3 separate regions of the Sus scrofa genome follow, and regions 1 and 2 are each linked to region 3. A link is a contact called in public HiChIP or PLAC-seq data. All regions are on one chromosome and are shown on one strand. Each heading gives the region's core, a stretch centred on a gene start, on an enhancer-like site or on the middle of the called end of the contact. The rest is flanking DNA. Distances are from core to core; before and after follow the strand shown.

Evidence for each region. HiChIP or PLAC-seq counts read pairs in DNA pulled down with a chosen protein or histone mark.
Region 1: a contact with region 3 is called in an H3K27ac HiChIP or PLAC-seq map of alveolar macrophages. The contact joins two enhancer-like sites. A contact is called at or near these places in 1 of 47 Hi-C or Micro-C datasets (psoas muscle) and 2 of 2 datasets of contacts at active chromatin or transcription factors (alveolar macrophages and skeletal muscle).
Region 2: a contact with region 3 is called in an H3K27ac HiChIP or PLAC-seq map of alveolar macrophages. The contact joins two enhancer-like sites. A contact is called at or near these places in 1 of 47 Hi-C or Micro-C datasets (epiblast stem cells) and 2 of 2 datasets of contacts at active chromatin or transcription factors (alveolar macrophages and skeletal muscle).

What each region holds. Positions count from the first base shown.
Region 1 is chr10:41,253,950-41,257,995 of Sscrofa11.1, forward strand. It overlaps SVIL (supervillin), which reads left to right. Exons shown (of 36, transcript XM_021064788.1): 3 at 3,229-3,328. Among named protein-coding and RNA genes, the nearest start is that of SVIL, 80 kb to the left of the region's middle. Within about 2 kb of position 1,637, at least 1 of the 83 cell types and tissues checked has an H3K27ac peak or open chromatin away from gene starts, as enhancers often do. A contact at or near this core is called in alveolar macrophages, where this site is marked.
Region 2 is chr10:41,270,894-41,274,766 of Sscrofa11.1, forward strand. The region is part of intron 3 of SVIL (supervillin); the gene reads left to right. Among named protein-coding and RNA genes, the nearest start is that of SVIL, 96 kb to the left of the region's middle. Within about 2 kb of position 2,513, at least 1 of the 83 cell types and tissues checked has an H3K27ac peak or open chromatin away from gene starts, as enhancers often do. A contact at or near this core is called in alveolar macrophages, where this site is marked.
Region 3 is chr10:41,047,997-41,051,858 of Sscrofa11.1, forward strand. No RefSeq gene overlaps it. Among named protein-coding and RNA genes, the nearest start is that of SVIL, 130 kb to the right of the region's middle. Within about 2 kb of position 1,850, at least 11 of the 83 cell types and tissues checked have an H3K27ac peak or open chromatin away from gene starts, as enhancers often do. A contact at or near this core is called in alveolar macrophages, where this site is marked.

The sequences.
Region 1 (4,046 bases), core at 387-2,886, 210 kb after region 3:
GCATCCTTAACCTACACTGCAGCTTGCAGCAATGCTGGATCCTTAACCCACTGAGTGAGGCCAGGGGTCGAATCTGAATACTCATGGATACTAGACCGATTCTTAACCTGAGGAGCCACAGTGGGAACTCTTTCTTTCTTTCTTTCTGTCTTTTTTTTTTTTTTTTTGTCTCCCAAGTCAAGCATACGGAGGAGGCGGCTCAGGTGAGAGAGATTCACCTGGGTCCAGCCCAGTTCCCAAGGCTCCAGAGGTTGGTTAGTAACAAACAGATTTGTGGAGTAGGGAGGATAATAATTTTTTTTTCCATCTAAAACAGTCTTCTTAAACCCAACAGTTTGTCTTTGTGTGCCGCAACCATCTTTGTGGCTTCCAGTCCTGAGTTTGTGGCTGTCCAAAGTTCAGTGAGCAGTGGTGAAAGTGTTTTGTTGCTTTGTGGGAACTTTGCATGGCTGACTCCCACCCTCCCACCCCCACCCCACACACAGGCTCATTTCCTTGTAAGCTGCCTCAGCCTGGGCTTCTAGAGATGAACCCCATGCTCTCTACACGAGGAAAGAGCAGCTCTGACACCCCGCCTCCCATATGCTTCCCAAACTGACTTTTGACACCACCTCTGTCCTTTAAGAGGCTGGCAGTGTTATTGGCTGCTGTCCGGTTCAGGACCTTCTTTGAGTGAACTCTTTCCTAGGATGATGTTTTGTTTGGCAGGGGGAACGTAGATCTTTTTTTTTTTTTTGAAGTAGTTGACTTGCAGTGTTGTGCCTATTTCTGCTGTATGGCATATGTGACCCAGTCATACATATTTTATATATATATATATATATTCTTTTTCTTTTTTAATTTAATTTTGTATTAGAGTATGGTTGATTTTACAGTGTTGTGTCAATTTTTGCTCTACAGCGTAGTGACACAGTCATACATGTATATACATTCTTTTTCTTGCATGATCTTCCCTCATGGTCTCTCCCAAGAGACTGGACATAGTTCCCTGTGCTGCACAGTAAGATCTCACTGCTTATCTATTCTAAATGTAATAGTTTGCATCGACTAATCCCAAACTCCCTGTCCATCCCACTCCCTTCCTTGCCCCCTTGGCAACCACAAGTCTGTTCCCTATGCCTGTGAGTCTGTTTCTGTTCTGTAGATAGGTTCATTTGTGTCATATTTTAGATTCCACATAGAAGTGATATCATTTGTCTTTCTCCTTCTGTCTTACTTCACTTAGGATGATCATCTCTAATTGCATCTAAGGATGGTGTTTTCAAAAGGTAATATAGGAGTTCCCTGGTGGCTCAGTGGGCTAAGGATCTGGCATTGTCACTGCTGTGGTGCAGGTTTGATCCCTGGCCCAAGAACTTCTACATGCCACAGGTACAGCCCCCACCCCCCAAAAAAGAGTGATTTAAGCAAGTGATATCAGAAGGAGCAGGAAGGAAAGGGAAGCCCCTAAAACAGAAGACTTCCCCAAACCCCTCTGACTTAACCACTAACCAACTAGCCACCAACCAACTAACAGCCCTAGGACTTTCCTCTCAAGTCCAGATCTCAGGGCTGGAGCTCTGCTTGGGTCCAATGCCCCTTTCCCAGGCTGAGTCAAGGGGATGCCACACAAGGGGGACGGCCTTCTGAGGGTGACAAATGAGTTTGTCACCATGGGGGTCATCCTGTAGACACATGACGACTCACCGTTAGGACAATCACACAGGGAAGTGTCTGCTGCCCTTTGTCCTACTCTGTTGTACTTCCAGCACGGGGAAGGTTTTCCCTTTTCCTCCAGGAATGCTGGAGGAAAATCAGTGTGGAAGGTTTTTCTCTGCCCGGAATGAATGGCACAGACCATGTTCCAGCCCAGTTGCTCAACCTCAATGAGTTATTCTTTTTATTAGTAGTAGTAGTATTTTTCTTTTTAGGGCTGCGCCTGAGGCATATGGATGTTCCCAGGCTAGGGATCAAATCAGAGCTGTAGCTGCCAGCCTACGCCATGGCCACAGCCACAGCCACACTGGATCCAAGCCGCATCTGCAACCTATTCCACAGCCACAGCAATGCCAGATCTGAGCTGCATCTGCAACCTACGCTGCAGCTTGTGGCAACACTGGATTCTTAGCCCACTCAGCGAGGCCAGGGATTGAACCTGTGTCCTCATGGATACTATGTCATGTTCTTAACCTGCTGAGCCACAGTGGGAACTCCCTCAATGGGTTATTCTAGTTTCAATTTTTTTTTTTTTTTTTTTTTGGTCTTTTCAGGGCTGTACCCATGGCATATGGAGGTTCCCAGGCTAGTGGTCTAATTGGAGCTGTTGCTGCCAGCCTACGCCAGAGCCACAGCAATGCCAGATCCAAGCTGCATCTGTGACTTACATCACAGCTCACGGCAACGCTGGATCCTTAACCCACTGAACAAGGCCAGGGATCGAACCCACAACCTCCTGGTTCCTAGTCGAATTTGTTTCCACTGTGCCATGGTGGGAACTCCTCTAGTTTCAATTTTATTATGCAGTGTCTCTCTTTTTCTAAGGACCTGGGACTTTGTCAGTTCCCTCTGGTTATACACATCCAACTCTCTGATGAGTTTCAGAACATTCTGTCTTTTCAAGTCTTCCTTCATTACAAGGCTTCTTTCCCAAAGTCCCTTTATTGGGTCTGATGTCAATTTGTGTTGTGGAAAGGATTCATATTTACTCATGATAGCTCTGCTTTTAGACCAAATGTCAAATTTCATCACCAGAGAAAAATTAGAGCTTTGAAAAACCATCACATAAAAATGACTTTATTCAGTGAGTTCAAGATGAAGGGAAAAAAATGTTGTTACTATTGTTTATGGCCGCGCCTGCAGCATGTGGAAGTTCCGGGGACAGGAACTGAATCTGAGCCACAGCTTTGGCATTTAACTCACTGTACCAGCCTGGGGATCAAACTTTTGCCTCTGCAACCACCCCGAGCCACTGGAGTGAGATTCTTAACCCACTGTACCACAGCGGGATCCAAAAAAATGTATTTCTTAATTGCGTATTTTTTATGAGGGTTGAAAAGATGCTCAAATCACTGCCTATAATCTTTTGTCACCGATGTAGATGAATAATTGAATGGGAAAAAGCTCTTCTTAGAAGCAGAAAATGAATCACTGCAGCGGATCTGGCCTTGCTCACACAGGCGGCTGTCTTACACTATTGGCTGCTGTCTTTCCTAGATTTCAAAGTGGACATTTTTCTTTCCTCTTTTGCAGGAAGGGTTTGCATAGATGACCTGGAGACGCGGAGAGCTGAGTGAGGAAGAATTTGAAGTCCTTGTCCATCTGAAGCCATGATTTAAATACCAGCATTACGGTAAGTCTTTAGAAAGAAATACCACCGTTTTGTGGTTGACACGTCACTGGTTTTGCCTGCAGTCTGAGAGCAGGTTAAAGGTCATTATAAAGGGTAAATTTGTTTGAATCACATTCAGCCGATGGAGCTCTGAGAAAATTAAAGGGGCCTCGAAGGTAAGTTGTGGGACTGCAAACATCCGGGGGTGGGGAAGTGAGTCTGACAAGCTGGAAAAATCTGTCTGTCTTCAGTGGTCCTGTGTTCCAATGTCTGAAAGCAAAGCAAAGCTTAGGATTGGGGTTCTCTTTTGGAACTGAGCTCTGGCCACGACCGAACTTTCGGGGACCCTGAGTTAGATTGTTTAGAGGAGGGCAGAACCAGGCACAGAACGGGGAGTAGAAGCATCGTTCTGGGCACCTGCTGTCTGCACTGCTGCCCCCAGGGCAGTGTTTCTCAAAGTGCGTTCCACGGAACACATTTCTCTAGGCTGTTCATGCCATGGGGCAGGGCTACGGAGCTGGGTCTGTGCTCCAGGGAGTTTGAAAAACCCTGGATTAAAGTTAAATAACCTTCCCTAGTGAGGGACTTCCAATACGGAGAACCTTGTAACTCTCTACGGACGTGTGTGGTCGGCAAGGCTCGCCAGAGTCCCATGGAACATGTCTTGTAGGGCATCCTAAGACGAGAGTTCGTTTTTTCAGTAAGTATTTATTGACACCTGCCGTGTTCAGTGTTCAGT
Region 2 (3,873 bases), core at 1,263-3,762, 220 kb after region 3:
CTGGGGTTCAGGATCCCCAGTGGGGCAGTGGGCACAGATAGATTTTAAGCTACAATGCATCGTGGTTCCGCTTTATGGAATTATTGGGACTGTGGTTCCACTTTATTACAGGTTTGTTAGGCTTCTGTGCCTTGGTCCAAGTGTGCAGCCATCACTTAGATTTGTGTTTCTGGGAGTTTCCGTCGTGGCACAGCGGAAATGAACCTGACTAGTATCCATGAGGACGCAGGTTCAATCCCTGGCCACCACAGCGTTGCTGTGAGCTGTGATGTAGGTCGCAAACGTGGCTCGGATCTGGCTGCCATGGCTGTGGTGGAGGCCATTGGCTCCAGCTCTAATTGGACCCCTAGCCTGGGAACCACCATATGCCATGGGCATGGCCCTAAAAAGACAAAAAAATAATGAGTAGTGTTTCTGGAGGAGGAGGAGAATGAACATGATAACAGAAGCCTCTAGATCCTTCTAACCAAGGCCATGTGGGGTTTCTGGGCTTGGGGAGGTGGGGAAACTGTGTTTGCACAGAAAGCTGCCTGGGTACTTCCTGTTCCCAGCGTATCTCTGAGGTCTGGCTGTGTTTCCTGGTTCTCCTGTGTAAGCCGGTGCAGAGAAGCACCTTTGCACAGCAACCCCTGCAGAGGACCACAGGGACTCTGCATTTCATCCTGGAATCGGAGTCATTGGTTCTCTCCTGGTGTTGGGGATCCGCCAAGGTGCTAAACTTTGTGATGCCAACCCCAACATGGAAAGGAAAGTGCCTCTGCGGCTTCTCCTCCAGAGGGACAGCCTCCCTCCACCAGCTGGATGGCTTGCAGCCCATGTCTCCACTGGAGAAGCAACCTCTGTGGTTCTGCCAGGCGAGGAATGGACAGAAACCCCGGATTTTTAGATCTGCAGCAGCCTCAGTAGAGCAGGTCACACTTTGTCCATCTCCGGTTACTCTCAAGACCCTGAGCCTGGTGTCCATGATGTAACGCTGGTCCAGCCCTGTGAGAGGCTGTATCCTTGATGCCAGGACTCATAAAACCCGGGCCAGGCTCCCCTGCTTGGCAAACTCGCATTTCATCTGGACCATGAAGCCAGCAGTTCTGCTCATGCTGAGCGTTGCTCCACACCCATCTTGAAGCAGCAGCCTGGGAGAGGAGAGTTGGCTTGCTCCTCTGGTCTTCAAGCCAGTGACCTCCATGTGACCTTGGAGCTCAAAATATTGTCATCCAAAGCCAGTGAAGTTCCCCCTAAGCTTTGAGAGGGAGAGACAGAGAAAGGCTCAGCTTGATTGATTTTGACCGTCTGGAGGTGAGGGGTGAACTGGTTGAAAAATGTCACAACCCCAAATCATACCCTCCTTTTTTGCTTTTTATTTTATTTAAAAAATTTTGTTTTTATTTGTTTATTTTTTGCAGCATATGGAAGTTCCCAGGATAGGGGTTGAATTGGAGCTGCAGTTGCCAGCCAGCCTGCACCACAGCCACAGCAATGCCAGATCCAGGCCACGTCTGCAACCTACACCGCAGCTCACAGCAACAACGGATCCTTAACACACTGGGCGACACCAGGGATTGAACCCAGGTCCTCATGGATTCTAGTCAGGTTCATTACCCCTGAGCCACAACAGGAACTTCCCTTTTTTGTTTTTTTAAAATTACCCAGCAGGGAGTTCCTAGTGTGGCTCAGGGGTAAGGAGCCTGACTAGTATCCATGTGGACATGGGTTCGATCCCTGACCTTCCTCAATGGGTTAAGGATCTGGCATTGCCATGAGCTGTGGTGTAGTTCACAGACTCAGCTCAGATCCTGTGTTGCTGTCTGTGACTGTGGTGCAGGTCCGCAGCTACAGCTCCAATTCAGCCCAAGCCTGGGAGATTCCATATGCCATGGGTACAGCAATAAAAAGACAAAAAACAAAATTACCCAGTGGTAAAATTATTTGCCCATACTGCAGTCAGCCACCAGCTCAGACTCACAGTGGTATATTTGTGTGGGTATTCGGTGACTATCAGGTGTTGCTTCACCTGATAGTCAAAACCCTCAGTTTATGGAGAAACAGAAAAAAGAAAACGATTCCGAGTCTGGTCCCACCAGAGCAGAAATTAGGACAGAATTCGGATCCTGGTTCTTAGGCTTTTCATCCCCTAAAAATGAGCAACTTCAAGAAATACTTCCAGTCGTTCCTGTTGTGGCACAGCAGAAACAATCCGACTTGTATCCTAGAGAACTCAGGTTTGATCCCTGGCCTCGCTCAGTGGGTCGGGGATGCAGCATTGCGGTGAGGTGTGGTGTAGGTTGCAGATGTAGCTCGGATCTGGCGTGGCTGTGGCTGTGGCTGTGGCTGTGGCTGTGGCCAGCAGCTGTAGCTCCTATTAGACCCCCAACCTGGGAACTTTCATGTGCTGCAAAGTGCAGCCGTTAAAAAAAAAAAAAAAAAAAAGAATACTTCTAATGATTGCTCCAGTTCATTGCCATTTAGGAAGCAGAACTTTCCAGAAGGCAGAAGCAGCTAGGCAGAGAGCTTTGTTGTCTTGCTTTCCAGCTCTGACTGTTCTGGCCATGCTCTGACATCATCCTTCCTTCAGAAATAGGGCTTCTTGGAGTTCCCGTCTTGGCGCCGAGGAAACAAATCTGACTAGGAACCGTGAGGTTGCGGGTTTGATGCCTGGCCTCGCTCAGTGGGTTAAGGACCCGGTGTTGCCGTGAGCTGTGGTATAGGTCGCAGATGCGGCTCAGATCCTGTGTTGCTGTGGCTGTGGTGTAGGCCAGAAACTGTAGTTGCGATCCACCCCTAGCCTGGGAACCAGGTGTGGCCCTAAAGAGCAAAGAAAAAAGAAAAAAAGAAAGAAATAGGTCTTCACGAAGGGAAAGCTGGAAAGTGAGGCTTCTCCCCCAAAAGTGTGCAAGCTGGCTCTATCTTCTTCACTTTCTGCTTAGAAACTGACGAGCCGCCTTGTCACTCTTGTCACTTTCTAACTTCAGAGGGGCATTAAGTATTGATTAGTTAAACCCGAGGAGGGGTAAAAAAAAAAGGCGGGTGTTGTTGCCAAATAAACCCAAGAGCAAGAGATCTAACTGCAGGGCACAGACAGGTATGGCGTGTGTGTGTGTGTGTGTGTGTGTGTAGTGGCACCACTGCTGGGTTCTGTGGGTGCAGAGATAGGTGGGGCCCCTGCCTTCTGGAAGAGTCTAGAGGCTGGAAATCATAGACCATGTCAGGAAGAGCTCAAAGAGGAAATCAAGTCAGCTGAGTCTTAAAGGAGAGTTAGGGGTTTTCCAAGTGACCAGGAATCAAGGGTGTTCTGAGCAGAGTCCAGCTTGGACACAGCAGCCATCAGGGTGGTTTCTCATGGTCACCTACCAGGGGGAGGGATGGTGGGACAGATGGCTATGAGGTAGGAAGGGGTCAGAGGTAGTAGGGACTTAATTACCCATTGGGCCAGCCATCTTCCACCCTCTGGTTGTCACCAGCACAGGGATACTGCATGATGTCCACTTTTGTCACAGCCTCCTGGATGTATCCACATGTGAGGTTGGTGGAAAAAGCAAGACATGAAAATCCCTTCTCATCCAAAAAAGAAAGTCCACTGGAGCTCCCTGGTGGTGCAGCAGGTTAAGGATCAGGCATTGTCACTACTGTGGCTCGGGTTCCATCTCTGGCCTAGGAGCTTCTGCACACCACGGGTGTGGCCAAAAAAAAAAAAAAAAAGGTCCATAGAGGAAGTCACCATAGATCTCAGTGCATATGAGGTAACCTCTGGGTTAAATGCTATTTCCCAAGTATGTATTTGTAACCTGATCTCTTTTCCTCCTTCTGATGAGTATCCCTGGAAGAGGGTAAAAGGGACTTTTTTACAGGGACATTCTTTATTATTATTATTTTGGTCAC
Region 3 (3,862 bases), core at 600-3,099:
AGTTCCCAGGCTAGAGGCCAAATCACAGCTGCAGCTGAGGCCTATGCCACAGCCATAACAATGCCGGATCCAAGTGAATCTTCAACCTACATATACCACAGGTCACAGCAATGCCAGATCCTTTAACCCACTGAGTAAGGCCAGGGATCAAATCTGTGTCCTCAAGGATACTAGTCGGGTTTGATACCACTGAGCCATGACAGGAATTCCCCCTGTGTTTTTGTGATGAGATGTTGAACAATGGGAAGCAGAGAGAGACAGTCTTTTTTTTTTTTTTCTTCTTTTTTATAACCACACCTGCAGCATATGGAAGTTCCCAGGCTATTGGTGGAATGGGGCTGAAGCTGCCAGACTACACTACAGCCAGAGCAATGCAGGATCCAAGCCAAAATTTGTGGCAATGCTGGATCCTTAACCCACTGAGTGAGGCCAGGGATCAAAGCTGCATCCTTACCAAGACTACTTCGGTTTCTTAACCTGCTGAGCCACAATGGGAACTCCAAGACAGTCTGAGACAGTTTCACCGGGAGTGAGACAGAGAAAGGCTGGGGTGGTAAAGGAGAAGCAGGAAACAGGACAGGGACAAACGCTGTTCCATGGCGTCATGAACCCTGAGGGTGTCTCTCCCAGGGGTCGTCTCCTGATTCCTTTTCCTAACTGTCAGCAGGAACCCACAGCCGGGTGGTAATCCCCCATGGGCTCTACCACCTGCAGCTAGAGCCCTCCCCAGCCTTAGGGGGCATGTGTTTAATGGTTGGGCGCTACTTTCCTACTGAAGTCGAAAATGCTGGAATCCTGGGCCGGCCAGTGTTAAACCGGGACTAGGCACAAATAGCTCCCTGCATTGTTCAACCACCACACAAGTTCCCTGTGCCTTTTAAAAATAGCAGCGCCGTGCTGGAAATTTCTGAAAGAAGACATGTTGAGGGTGTGTGTGTGTGTGTCTGCCACACCCTCCTCTATCTTGGTTCTGAGGAGGTACAGATTTAGAAACTTCTGGAAGGGGAAGGGGAAGGAAGACGTTAGCACAGCCACACCCACACATGCCCCATCACCTCAATTCACAGCCATGTCTGCACTGTGCCACCTTCCTCCCCAGAAACAGTGCCTTAGCTATATAACCTGCCTTCTCGAAGCTGCTAGGATGCATCCGTAGAGGAATTTGTCCGGAAATAAATATGTACATTTAAAACTCAGCCTTCCTGGTTGAGATCAATTGGAAAAAAAAGTTACACTGGGTCAGAGAGACAAAGAGGAAAAAAGTGGAGACATTTTACTTATGGACCAGAAAAGCTTTTTTTTTTTTTTTTAAATCTTTTTGGCTGCCCCAAGATACATGGAGTCCCAGGGCCAAGGATCTGATCCAAGCCGCAGTCGTGACCTAAGCTGCAGCTGCAGCAACGCTGGATCCTTAACCCACTGTGCCAGATCCGGGATCGAACCTACGTCCTAGAGACACCACCGATCCCTTTCCCCACAGCGGGAACTCCCAGAAATGCTTTTTAAAGGCAAACATCTCTCCCCTCCAGGAGTTCCTGCTCTGGTGCAAAGGGATCAGTGGCATCTCTGCAATGCCCGAATGCAGGTTCCATCCCAGAGCACAGTGGGTTAAAGGATGTGGGGCTGCTGCAGCTGTGACACAGGCGGCAACTGCGGCTTGGATCTGATCCCTGGCCTGGGAACTCCATGTGCTGCAGGGGAGGCCAAAAAAAGAAGAAAAAAAAAAATCTTCCCTCCAAGCTACCTTGAAGCCCCCCTCCCACAACCACCACCCACCCCAACAAACACGTGCACACACGTACACACATGGTTCCACATGAGCCTGACTCAGCTCCCCGCGGCTGTGCAACCAGCACTAGGGTGCCTACCCAACGTGAAAGAGGCCTCAGGCCCTCTGACCCTTGTTAGCAAAAATAGTGGTGCTTGGAAGCGACAGCTGGGATGGTTGGAATGGTTACAGACATTCCAAGAGGGCCAGACACTTCTGGGGGAGCCTGTGAGTCAAGATGGAGGTGGATGTGCTCCATGGAAGGAAAGAAAAAGCTTTAAAAAGGACTCAACCATCACCTATTTGCCTCAGAGAAAGAAAGTAGTCCAGCCACGAGGACTATACCCGGGGGGGCGGCTGGCACTCCCCACAGGGGCTGGAGACCTTTGTGTAAATCACACTCTCTTATTCCTACTGTTCTTAGCAGCGCTGCCCTTTAATTTCAGAAGCAGTTTTCCTGTCTCCCCAGGTAGCAAAAGCCAGCTCTTTCTGCTTGGATCGCACTTGCCAACGGACCAGGCACCTAAGGGGTCCAGGCTCAGGGTCAATTCCTGCGTCTATTCTGCTGATATTTTGGCCATTTCCTTCCTTTTTTGGCTCCCAGTCACTGCTTCCTGCCCCGTTCTCCCTGCTGATCTCTAAGCCAAGAGTGGTTATTGGGCACTTACTGCAACCTTAGACCAGATGCTGGGTTAGGAGGCGTGCATTCTGCCCTCCCATCAGCCCGCCCATCAGCACAATCACCTTCAAGAAGAAGACCGTATGATTCTCCCAAAAAGCCATGAACTTTAGTGCCAGGAGGCGGTGCAAGAAGCCAGAAACTTCATCGAGCACGTAGGAGGAAATGAGCTTCGTGAGATCCCATGGTTAAAGTGACAGAATTGGGATTCAAACCCAGATTGGTGGACTGGAAGCCTGCACTTTGCAGTAGTGTTTTACTGATTCCTGGAGGGCTTTCAGCTCTTTCTTCTCCCTTCCTCCCCCTCCTCCTCTCTCTAGTTTTTTGTTTTTGTTTTTTTTTATTTTCACTTTTTTTTTCTTTTTTAGGGCCACACTTTTGGCACATGGAGGTTCCCAAGGTAGGTGTCCAATTGGAGCTGCAGCTGCCAGCCACAGCCACAGCCATGAGGGATCCGAGCCATGTCTGTGACCTACACCGCACCTCAGGGCAATGCCTGATTCTTAACCCACTGATCGAGGCCAGGGATCGAACCTGCATCCTCATGGATCTTGGTCAGTTGGGTCTGACCAACTGTTGGGTCATGAAGGGAACTCCCCTCTAGGTGGTTTTGTATTTGACCTTGAGTAGTTTAAAATTTAGTTGGAGACTTTGGACATGAGATATAATGTGAGACCTAAGGAAGAGAAGTTCTAATGCAGAGACCAAGTCCATATAGTAAAGGGTCTGGAAGGCTTTCATTCCCAGGACCACCTGTGCATTCTCATTACCCATCCCACTGTTCATCACATTAGTCATTGGCACCCTGCAGTCAGCCTCAATTGGTTTCCAGACTATAGGATTTGTACTGTGTCTGGAATGCCCTTCCCTCACAACCCCTCCATCAGAAGTTAGTCTTCAAGACACAATTCAGAGGATTTCCTGTTGTGGCTCAGCATTAAAAAAAAAAAAAAAAAAAAAAACCTGACCAGTATTCATGAGGATGCAAGTTTGATCCCTGGCCTCACTCAGTGGGTTAAGGATCCAGCCTTACTATAAGCTGTGGTGTAGGTCACAGATGCAACTCAGATCCCACATTGCTGTGGCCATGGTGCAGGCCAGCATCTGTAGCTCCGATTCAACCCTTAGCCTGGAACTTCCATGTGCCATGGTTGCGGCCCTAAAAAACAAACAGACAAACAAAAAAGACACAATTCAGGTAGTAACTTCTTGGTGATGTTTTTTCAAGCTTCAGTTACAAGGAGCAGCATCCTTCTGTGTCCCTTTTCTACTTGATTAGCTCTCTCCACATGGATCTTTTTCTTTTTCTTCTTCTAGGAGTTTGTGGCTGTATGTTTCTCTCCCCCTACATTAAGCCTGAGAGTCAAGAGCACGACCTCAAAATTTCTTTGGCTCTAGAAGGATGTTAGACCTCC